Linked DNA regions of Drosophila melanogaster: region 2 is linked to region 1. Evidence: chromatin contacts called from public Hi-C data. All regions are on one chromosome and are shown on one strand. Each heading gives the region's core, a stretch centred on a gene start, on an enhancer-like site or on the middle of the called end of the contact. The rest is flanking DNA. Distances are from core to core; before and after follow the strand shown.

Evidence for each region. Hi-C and Micro-C count contacts between places; a contact is called where the count stands out from the background.
Region 2: a Hi-C map of the Kc167 cell line shows a contact between it and region 1, with 2.2 times the contacts expected there. The contact joins the promoter of hang here to the promoter of sesB in region 1.

The regions. Positions count from the first base shown.
Region 1 is chrX:10,784,439-10,789,095 of dm6, forward strand. sesB (stress-sensitive B) reads right to left here and starts at 2,520. Exons shown (of 4, transcript NM_001298161.1): 1 at 2,368-2,520. It overlaps Ant2 (Adenine nucleotide translocase 2), which reads right to left and starts at 2,469. Exons shown (of 4, transcript NM_176725.3): 1 at 2,368-2,469. It overlaps Imp (IGF-II mRNA-binding protein), which reads right to left. Exons shown (of 7, transcript NM_167253.3): 7 at 3,431-4,657.
Region 2 is chrX:16,420,308-16,424,964 of dm6, forward strand. It overlaps hang (hangover), which reads left to right and starts at 2,524. Exons shown (of 8, transcript NM_167521.3): 1 at 2,524-3,320. The coding sequence starts at 2,973. AnxB11 (Annexin B11) reads right to left here and starts at 1,935. Exons shown (of 8, transcript NM_001272689.1): 1 at 1,474-1,935.

The DNA of each region.
Region 1 (4,657 bases), core at 1,270-3,769:
AACTGAATTGCTTGTGAAAGTTCCTTTCGCCGAAATCTGCCAGCTAGCCTGCTCTGCCTACGTCGGCGTCGCAGTCGCCGCCATCGTCAAGTTCAGCAACAGATGAGCGTGAGCGAGAGAGGGGGAGAGCGTTCTCTCTCTATATGCATATGCAGAGTATGCGAAATTCGGAGAGAGCCGAAAAAAAACTAGCGGTTGGCAACAGCACGTGTGCGAGCGAGAGAGGGCGAGAGATCGCCGCTTATCAGTGCTGAGAATTCAAGAATTCAATGTCGCCATTCGTTGCATAAGAGGAAGTATTGTACCACACACTTGTACTCATTAGAAAACACTTTTTGTTTCGTTTTGGCCATGACCAAAAATGCATATATGGCCAATTGTTTTTCATTTACCCCTTTCGAGGTTTTCGACGGCGCTTTCTAAACGCTTGCCAAAATGAATGTACGCACAACATTTACATTTGGCAAATAGCCGACAAGTCAGCTGCGAAGCAGACGGATAGTCCCGTTTAGCTAGTTGTTAGCTAGATTTCTAGAAGATTGAATAGTGTACTTCTATTACACCCAAATACATGTCTTCCTTATTCAACAAAATTGGGGTATCTTTGATATTCAGTTTTAAGAACTACTTGGACTGGCTTAGAAAACTTCAATATACAGCAGTGAACAATTTATTCAAATACAAAAACCAAAACTATTATCAATTTTTATAAAAATAAAAGTTGAAAAGAGTTGAAAGGTTTTATTAATTGTTTGTAGCTATTTAATTGCTAAGCTATTAATAACATTTGGCTTTATTTCTAAAGATAGGGTTGGCAGCACTGCTAGCATGTGACTTTGCTTTCTGACGTCCACCTGCCGCTCTCTCCCTCTCTCTCACGCTTCGTCTCTTTCACGCAGGCGGAAGAGGGGCGGCGCTCGAAAAAAAATGCGTGAAGCGATTAGATAAACACTTCTGCTAATACAGTTAATTTATATAACTGTCTACGACACTTTTTCAAGGTCCCGTTATCACAAAAATTACATAAAAAATAAAAGAGAGCTAGTTGCCCATCAAAAAAGAGAGCGTAAAAAATGCAGTTGCAAAGTTACTGCAAAAATGCTTAATTGCCAAAATTAAACGGCAGCGAAGTTATAATTTTTATGGCTCAGTGTGCGATGAATCGGGGTTTTAGGACAGGGCGTGGATCGGCTTGAAAATCACACTGAAAATTTCCGCCGACTGGGCGAGAATTGGAAATGTGATTCGCCAGGGATATGTAATAATAAACACTAATCTCAACCAAGTGCAAAATCGCACTAAAAGGCCACACAAAGGGCTACAATAAACAATAAATCACATGAATACTATACGTACATTAACGATTGACGTCAGAAAGGGTTTAAGGGGTATGGGAATGGAATAATAATAGAAGAAATGAGAACACTGGGGAAACCCGTTTTTTTCGCATGAATTTTTATCTTTAATAAAAGAAAGCAGGTCAGAAAAGAAAGGGAGGCAACCAAAGAGAAATAGTTACATTACTCTTAAGAAATAAAACCAACTCTCTCTCTCTTCTTCACACACACACACCCGATAAGTACTTGCACGCGCAGCTGGTGTCTGGCATGGGAGTGAGCGAGAGGGCGTTAGTGGCACATGGAATTTATTCGCAACTGTGTGTTCATACACACTCATGTGCGACTGGGCGGTAGAACAATCAATTGCCACGCGTTTTACTATAGAATAGCCTGCATTTGGTGTATATAATAATATATTTGTGCAAATGCAGGCCAATTTGATTCTAGAGAAGTGCAATTCTCTTTGAAATATAATCGCAATTCATGTGCAACATTTTTTCGTACAGACGAGCCGGCCTGCCAACTCGTTGCTATTGCATAAGTTGGCAGTTCCAGCGTGGTTGCAAATTGGAAGGAAATAGATGGGAAAAAGATCCAGCGTGGCTTCTTCCATTTTCTTTCTGGGTATTCTAAATGAACTTTGGATTGGGGGTATAAAATACCGAAAAGTTTGCTAATACGCCCAATTTATTACGTGTTTAATTGATGGCAAACACAATTTCGGCACAATTATTTTTCGCAAGGGTTATGTAAGCACTTTTCGGGTATTTTCAAGTCCCATTTCGGGATTTCTTTTCGATGCAGTTAAACCGGAACTGCTTGTCGAACATACAAAAAAAAACGTTAGTTTAAACCAACACCGACACAATAAAAAAATTAGCACATTACATAACTACAGAATCTAGCGCAAGGTGACGTGAATTAATGGGTAAAAAAAAATCAATGGCAGGTACGGGGCACACCGTCTCTTTTCTTGTTAAGCAAAAGAGCCTCGCAAATGTAATAGATATAGAAAATAGCACAATACCTTCAGTTGATAACTTCTCACAAAAGTCACAGAATAAAAACTTCTTTTGCAGAATCAGACGAAGCCGCGTGCTCACTTGGCGAATGAAATTCGTAAAGTGGTGGGGGTCTCGAGGGCCCAGTGACTTGGGGATGAAAGCTGCAAAAATACCGCATATCGATAGTTGCTTTAACTGGTATTTATTCGGCGATCTATCGATATTCAGCTAGATTTCGGTTTTTATTCGTGATATTTTTGTCGGTAACTTTTGCTAGTATAAATAAATATGGCTATTTTTGATGTAATTAAAACCAGTATATTACGTTTTATTATAAAATTAAGGCAAGCGGGGATTGAAGCATCAATATCGATATTTTTTAATACCTTAAAAATATTTTTACATCGACTTTCCCATTATGTTATATTATTTTATATTATATATTATATTATTGCGAGTTCTGAATTACACAAAAGTTAAAGACTATTTTATGTTTTAATAATGGATTCATTACAATTAATCTGCACGCTTCTTTGGGAAATTAACAACGACCTGTACGACCTCCTTTTGCCAAACTATGATAAAAACTAGTTTGAATGTATTGCATTTAACGCGGTTTTTTAATTGCTCTTTTTTTTACAAAAACAAAAGTTTTCTTTTTATATTAAATCAAAGGTTTGTCCAAAATTGGAATATCTCATACCTCGTTGAAATCGTTCCAAATTCCTCATCGAACTGTATTTAAGTCTGGCAACTTTAATTTTTGGCCATTTTTTGCAAATTTGGTTATCGAAAATGAGAAAATCGGTAATTTGTCGAATTTTGATGATGGTACCCCTAATGAAAAATTGCTTAAATTGGTCAAAAAAATTATTCCTGAAACTCGGTTTGAAAGTGTTACAGATTGTTAGCAATGTTAATAAGCAACACAAAACAGTCATCGTTTTAGCTGAGCCACCTTTTTTGGCCAAGTTATTCTGAAAAATGTTTTTCGAAAATATCATATTCTTAATTTTAAAACGTTGTTGAAAAGGATAATCGCAAAACTTGATTCAAAATGCACTTCTTATATACGAAAAATCATTTATTGAGTAAATTTCTTTTCGATTTGTTTTTCACATGTTCACAAAATTGTATTTGAGTTAGTTGTATATCTGGTTTTCTAATATTTTCCTTGGCCTTGGGATACAATTTAGTAAGCTTTTGTGTCTTTTTATTTGCTGTATGTGGGTCTTGTATACGGTAATTTCGTATTGAGCGCTAGCAATATTAACATTTAGTTACACCGAAATGGGGAAAACATCTTACGCAGATTAGTATGTTATGTATACACCTATGTATATCTCTAGTTTTTGAATCAGCACCCTGGGACAGGCCAGAATACTAGGAGTTTTGGGCGTGCTGAGGGGTATGGTAATCAAATGAAGAACCCTTTCTTTTGAATTTCGTTGGTTGGACAGAGGGGTTAATTTAAAGGCAATGGTAAAGGTAAAAGATAAAGGCAAACAAATGCAAAGTACTGGCTAGTAAATACTGGGGCCTCTAAACTATGACGACACATCTAGACATCGAGTCCTATGTCCTTTACGTGGTTATCTAGATTACTTTCGGGTACATATTCCATGGCAGATACAAAACATACACAGAGTGGATATTTGATATATGTATAGTATATTGGTTATCGTGTACCGATTGTGTTAGCGTTTTGCTTGTGGTTAAAAGACAGTTATACAATGTAATTGGGAATATAGTTTTGTTTTCATCCTATTTGTGTGATTTATTCGTTCGCTTTTTTTTTGTTTATTTTTTTTTTTTGTGGTTTGTTTTTGTTTTTATTTAATTTTTTCTTGTATAGGAAACAACAAAAATGGACGCAAAATGATTGTTATAGTAGTATTCATGTTTACCCATCTTGCTTTTACGTTTAGTTAACTATATAGGAATATGCAAAACGTACACTTAATATATTTTTTTTGGTTTTGTTTTACGATTTTGTTACTATGTTCCTTATCGATCTGATACTATATAAATGCAGCTCTAAAACTTGTATTCTTTGACATTGTTCTGTTCCATCTGTCTTTCTTTTTATTAACTATCTTTCGATCTGGCGGCATCTTGCATTTGTATATCTCTTACGCTTTTCAAATACATTTAATAACATTTCTATAGAAATATTCAAAGCTGAGGTAGTTAATTCATTCATTTATTCTTTATTTTAGTTTACGTTAGGTTATGTTAGTTTAGTGTACTCCATATATATGATCGGTGTTGTTAGTTAGGTATACATCTATGTATGTACTCACACGCTATTTG
Region 2 (4,657 bases), core at 1,274-3,773, 5.6 Mb after region 1:
GTGCTAATGTACAAATCAAACTTTAAGTTATAAAATAGGTCTAACTTGTATTTGAGTATACATACATTGGAAACCAATCAAATTGGAGTGGGGATTGCGCTATTAGATAAGAACACTATTACAGGGTATGCCTTATAATTTAAGCAATTAAGAGTAATATGAATTTGCGTCATATATGGGATAAAGGCATCCGGTTTTGCTTAGAGAGGGAACTTCCCAAAAAAATAAATCAACTGATATGGATATATGAAATATGCAAAAACATTAAAATAAAATAATTAATTTCGGCGATATAGTAAACTGTCCCAAGAGACCTTATAATGGTTCCACTGAAATGTCGCCAATGTAGACTTTCGCCACATGTACACATGTATGCTACACCCATTTGTGGCCCACAAGGTACTTCATATCTACATATATATATATATATATACATATATATACATATATATAAACGTTGTGTTTTCCCTTTTACCTTATATTATATATGCGCAATATAGCTGCGGGTCATGCGTGTTACTTGTAATTTATAATTTTTTGCTTCAGACAGAGGGACGCCTCCTGACTTAATGGGTATGGAAACAAATGTGAGGCCTGAATATAATATATTAAACTATTTGCACAAAGGCTTTGGGTTTGTTTTCCAATTGTTTCGTCATTTGCAAAGCCTTTCTTGAAAACTTTTCAATTGATAAACATAAACAACTGCATGTACGGTCTGTTCTGTCCCACTCTTTATACATTTTTAACCAAAAAATTAAGTTAAATTCGTTTTGGAAAAGACTTCAATGGCACCTCGCAGCGCAAATAACCAGAACAATGGCTTTATTTCCACCGCAGCGATTTCTGCGGTCCATTATCATCGGAAAGGGCCGTTTTCAAGGCAACAGAACGCATTTGCTCACTCCGAGATGATTCATCTTACACTCAAACCCACGTCAACAAAGTCTACCCGTGCGCATACATAAGTATCTATGTATCTAAGTATCTATGTATACTAATTGAGTCATGCTTTTACAAATGGATCAGAAGTAAAATTCCTGTGAATTTTGGATTCATAGTTACATAGAGCCGAAAAGATATTTCGAACATTTGCGAAATACAATTTTGATGCTTCATTTTGCAATTAGTTGTTGTACTTTTTATATATTTCTTTACTTATGATTTTGGCACAGTAAATTCGAACAACTTTGCGTAAATACCACTAAAAATAAGACAATAATCGCTTACAACTTTGAGTGCGCTTATCTTGAAATTCTTTGAAATGGTCCCGGATTCCGGGAAAAGTATAAGTTCGATCGCTTTCATTTAAGTATAACCTATTAAAAGCGCACATGAGATAGATAGATAGGTCAGAAGATTGGCATTTAGGCATAAAAATGGGCCTTATGTGCACGCCCCTACATAATTAGATACATAGGTGGGCGCATCTATTCCTATTGTATCATAATTTATTAGATGGTAATTATTTACTAGCAAGGTCGCAATCAACAGATGGGTAAAACGCACACAAGTGCAGCACATCAACACGTGTCAGTGCCGGTGTGCGTGCGTGCGTGTGTGTGAGTAGTTGCATTTCGAGATACAATTGTATCTTTGTATCTGAAGATATCAAACGAAAGTTTCTATCGCTGGTTACCCCGCCACCAGTCGTACGATATATGTATTTCTTCTCGGCAGATACACACACAGGCACACAAATACGTCTGTCTTGGAGAATATTTGGGAGCAGAGACTTAAAGTAAAGATTTCACAAGTCTACACTTCAGGGAAACGTGTTAAACAGCAATAAGAACACGCATGTTGCGCGAAAACAAATACACCATAAAGAACGGCACAATTATAACGCTTTTAATTACTTTAAGTATCGGCAAACGCGATGTTGGCACTCTGCGGGTATTTTGTAATGCCGAAGTGAATTTATCAACTGACTTACCGCCAGGGCGGGACAACAACCTGTTGTTACTTTGATTACTCGATTCTAGTCGATAGCTGTGCCCTTTCCAATCGGAATATCGGTGGCTATCGAGTAGCCGGTGCATTCACAATTTCGTATGTTCCCGGTATAACTGCGAAGTAACTGCAATATTAAAACATTATTTTCTTTAATTTGGAAATCAGTTTTCAGAATTCACTTTTGTAGTTGCTTAATTCAAATCTCTTAACATACCTAATTTCCCAATAAGAAATCAACGGAAATTTAAGCTAAAGTACGTTCAATGCAGTAAATTTTATGATTCACTTTATAGAGAATCTTTGTACAATCTTTATGTGGAGTTTTTCATACTTTTATTTTGAAATTCTATATAGCCGCGATATAAAAAGTCAAAGAGATCGACTTATCGAATTAAAATGGCTTCTTTGATGGTTATTTCCCAGAGTGACCGGGTATGCGACCGCTAAGAAAAACCGCCGTACAGTGGTAAGTGTGACCACGCATGCGTCTGCCACAAGCGATAGCGATAGTAAGGTCCAGGCTTCGCCCGGCGTGCCCATCTCTAGCCAAAAACGACCTTTTTTCGCCAGAAATCATTTTCCCGTTTACAGTCGCAGATACGCCACGGCAATTCGCAGTCCCAGTGTAGCGGTCATTTTTTTTCCAGTGCGACTCCTCCAAACAAAAGCGAAGTGGAAAAATAGGCGAAGATAAAGGAAACCCAAGAGCGAAACTCCAAATTGCGAATCAGCAAAGGATCAATGGCAACGAAATAAGTAAAAGAACCAGTGCGAACAATGTGCGAAAAGTGGGAAACGCGAGCGGCGTGGTCGTTTCCGTCGGAGAGCGGATAATATAGCACATAGTAGTATATTGTAGTAGTGGATGTGGATGGTGTGGAACGATTGCGAACGGACGCAGACCGAAACAAAAGTGAAAACGTGCAAAAAACCAAACCCAAAAACAAATTCAACCGAGAAGTAGAAGCAAGCGGCAAAGAAGAGAGCGAGAGGGCGACCAATACAAAAGCGACAAAATGTGCGACGCTGCGGCGGCAACAGCGACAACAACAACAACAGCAGCAGTAGCAGCAGCCGTCGCAACAACAACAGCATCGGTAGCATTGGAGGCCACAGCGACACAGCCTGGAACGACAACGACGACGGTAGCCACTGCGTCAGCGGGAACCACATCCCCTGAAGCGGCCATTCCAACAGCAGCAACAGCAACATCGGCGAGAAACAGCAACAGCGAACGGTCGGCGCGACAAAACTGCTGTCGCCTGTGCATCGCCCCACAAACCGAATGCATCTCGATCATCAATAGCTATGCGGCCGACAAGGAGCCGCTGTCCACCAAGATCCACAACTGCGTCGGCATCAAGGTGAGTGGTTATGGGTATGGGTATGGGTGTGGGCATGGGCACGGGTGCGGATGCGGATGCGGGTATATACATAATCCGGCTGTTGCCATCGCCATTGCTGCCGTCGGTGTCGTCATCCCGGGTCTCCGATTCCGAGTCCGAGTCCGCCGCTCTCACTGAACGCTCTCTTGGGTGCTCTGGCACTCCGGTGCTCTGGTGGTTGGACACCATTAACAGTTATACACACAGATCCCAAATGGTCAGTGGAAGGATGAGGCGGTGGCCACACCCGTTCGCTGGACAGAATGGAAAAGTGAGGTTACGGATGATGCCGAGTAACCATTGGGCAGTGGGCATTGGGCCCCGGAGTTCAAGACCCATCGAAGGGGGATTGTGCAAGCAACCAAAGATGATGGCCAGCCACATCCAAAAACGAAAAACCAAGCAAACAAAAAAAAAAAAAACGAACGAACCGAAAACCAGCCAAACTCCGCCTCCTACTCCTCATCTGCTTTGGTATGGGTGTGTGGCTAGGTTTTGGGTTTCCAATGTTTCCACTGCCAAGTCACGATGCAGTGGGAGTGGAAGAGAATGGGTGTAGGAGAAAGAGGAGACGGAGGAGTAGAATTGGAGCTCCATTCTGGCTGAAATCCAATCACGACCACAATCTTTAGCTCATAATCAAACTTGAACTCTACACTTTTGCTACTCCTCCTTCTTCGATTCCATTGCTTTCATTGCCTTCCCGCTTTGAGGTTAGAACTGATCCTGCTTCCTTTCCAAAAATCTACAGCCTGCTCCGCTTGCTCCTCTTCTTCCTCCAGCGGCTCATCCGTTTCCTCGTTCTCCTTTTCATCCTCCACTTCTCGATTGCGAGAGCAGCTGCGAATGACCAGCACAAAGCATAAAGCCCGATGAGCGCGCCGTCGTTGCCGCCGCCGCCGCCGTTGTTGCCTTGGTATTAGTGTGCCTGGCTGCGTCTGTGTGCCCCTGGCTGTATCGGTGTTGGTGTGTGTGCGGCGGACACACAGAGATTCAGAGATTCCAGGCCAGAAAACCGAAAAACCGAAAACCCAAAAACCCAGGCCAATTACATATAATTTTGCGCTGTAGCTGCCTGCTGCGTACCTTTTTCAAGGAATTTCGCTTGGAGGGCAGCAGTTGCTCTCTGCTCCGCCGGCGCTCTCTCTTTGCGCGCGCGCATCCTTGCAAGGAAATTGAAGTGACGGAGACGGAACAGGCGGAACAGGAGGAGGACTTGGACTGGGGCTTCGCTAGCTTCGTTTATTGATTCTTTCTACGGCCTCTTGCATGCTTGCTTTTCCGGTTTTTTCCGCTGGGTTTGCCCGGCATTCCAT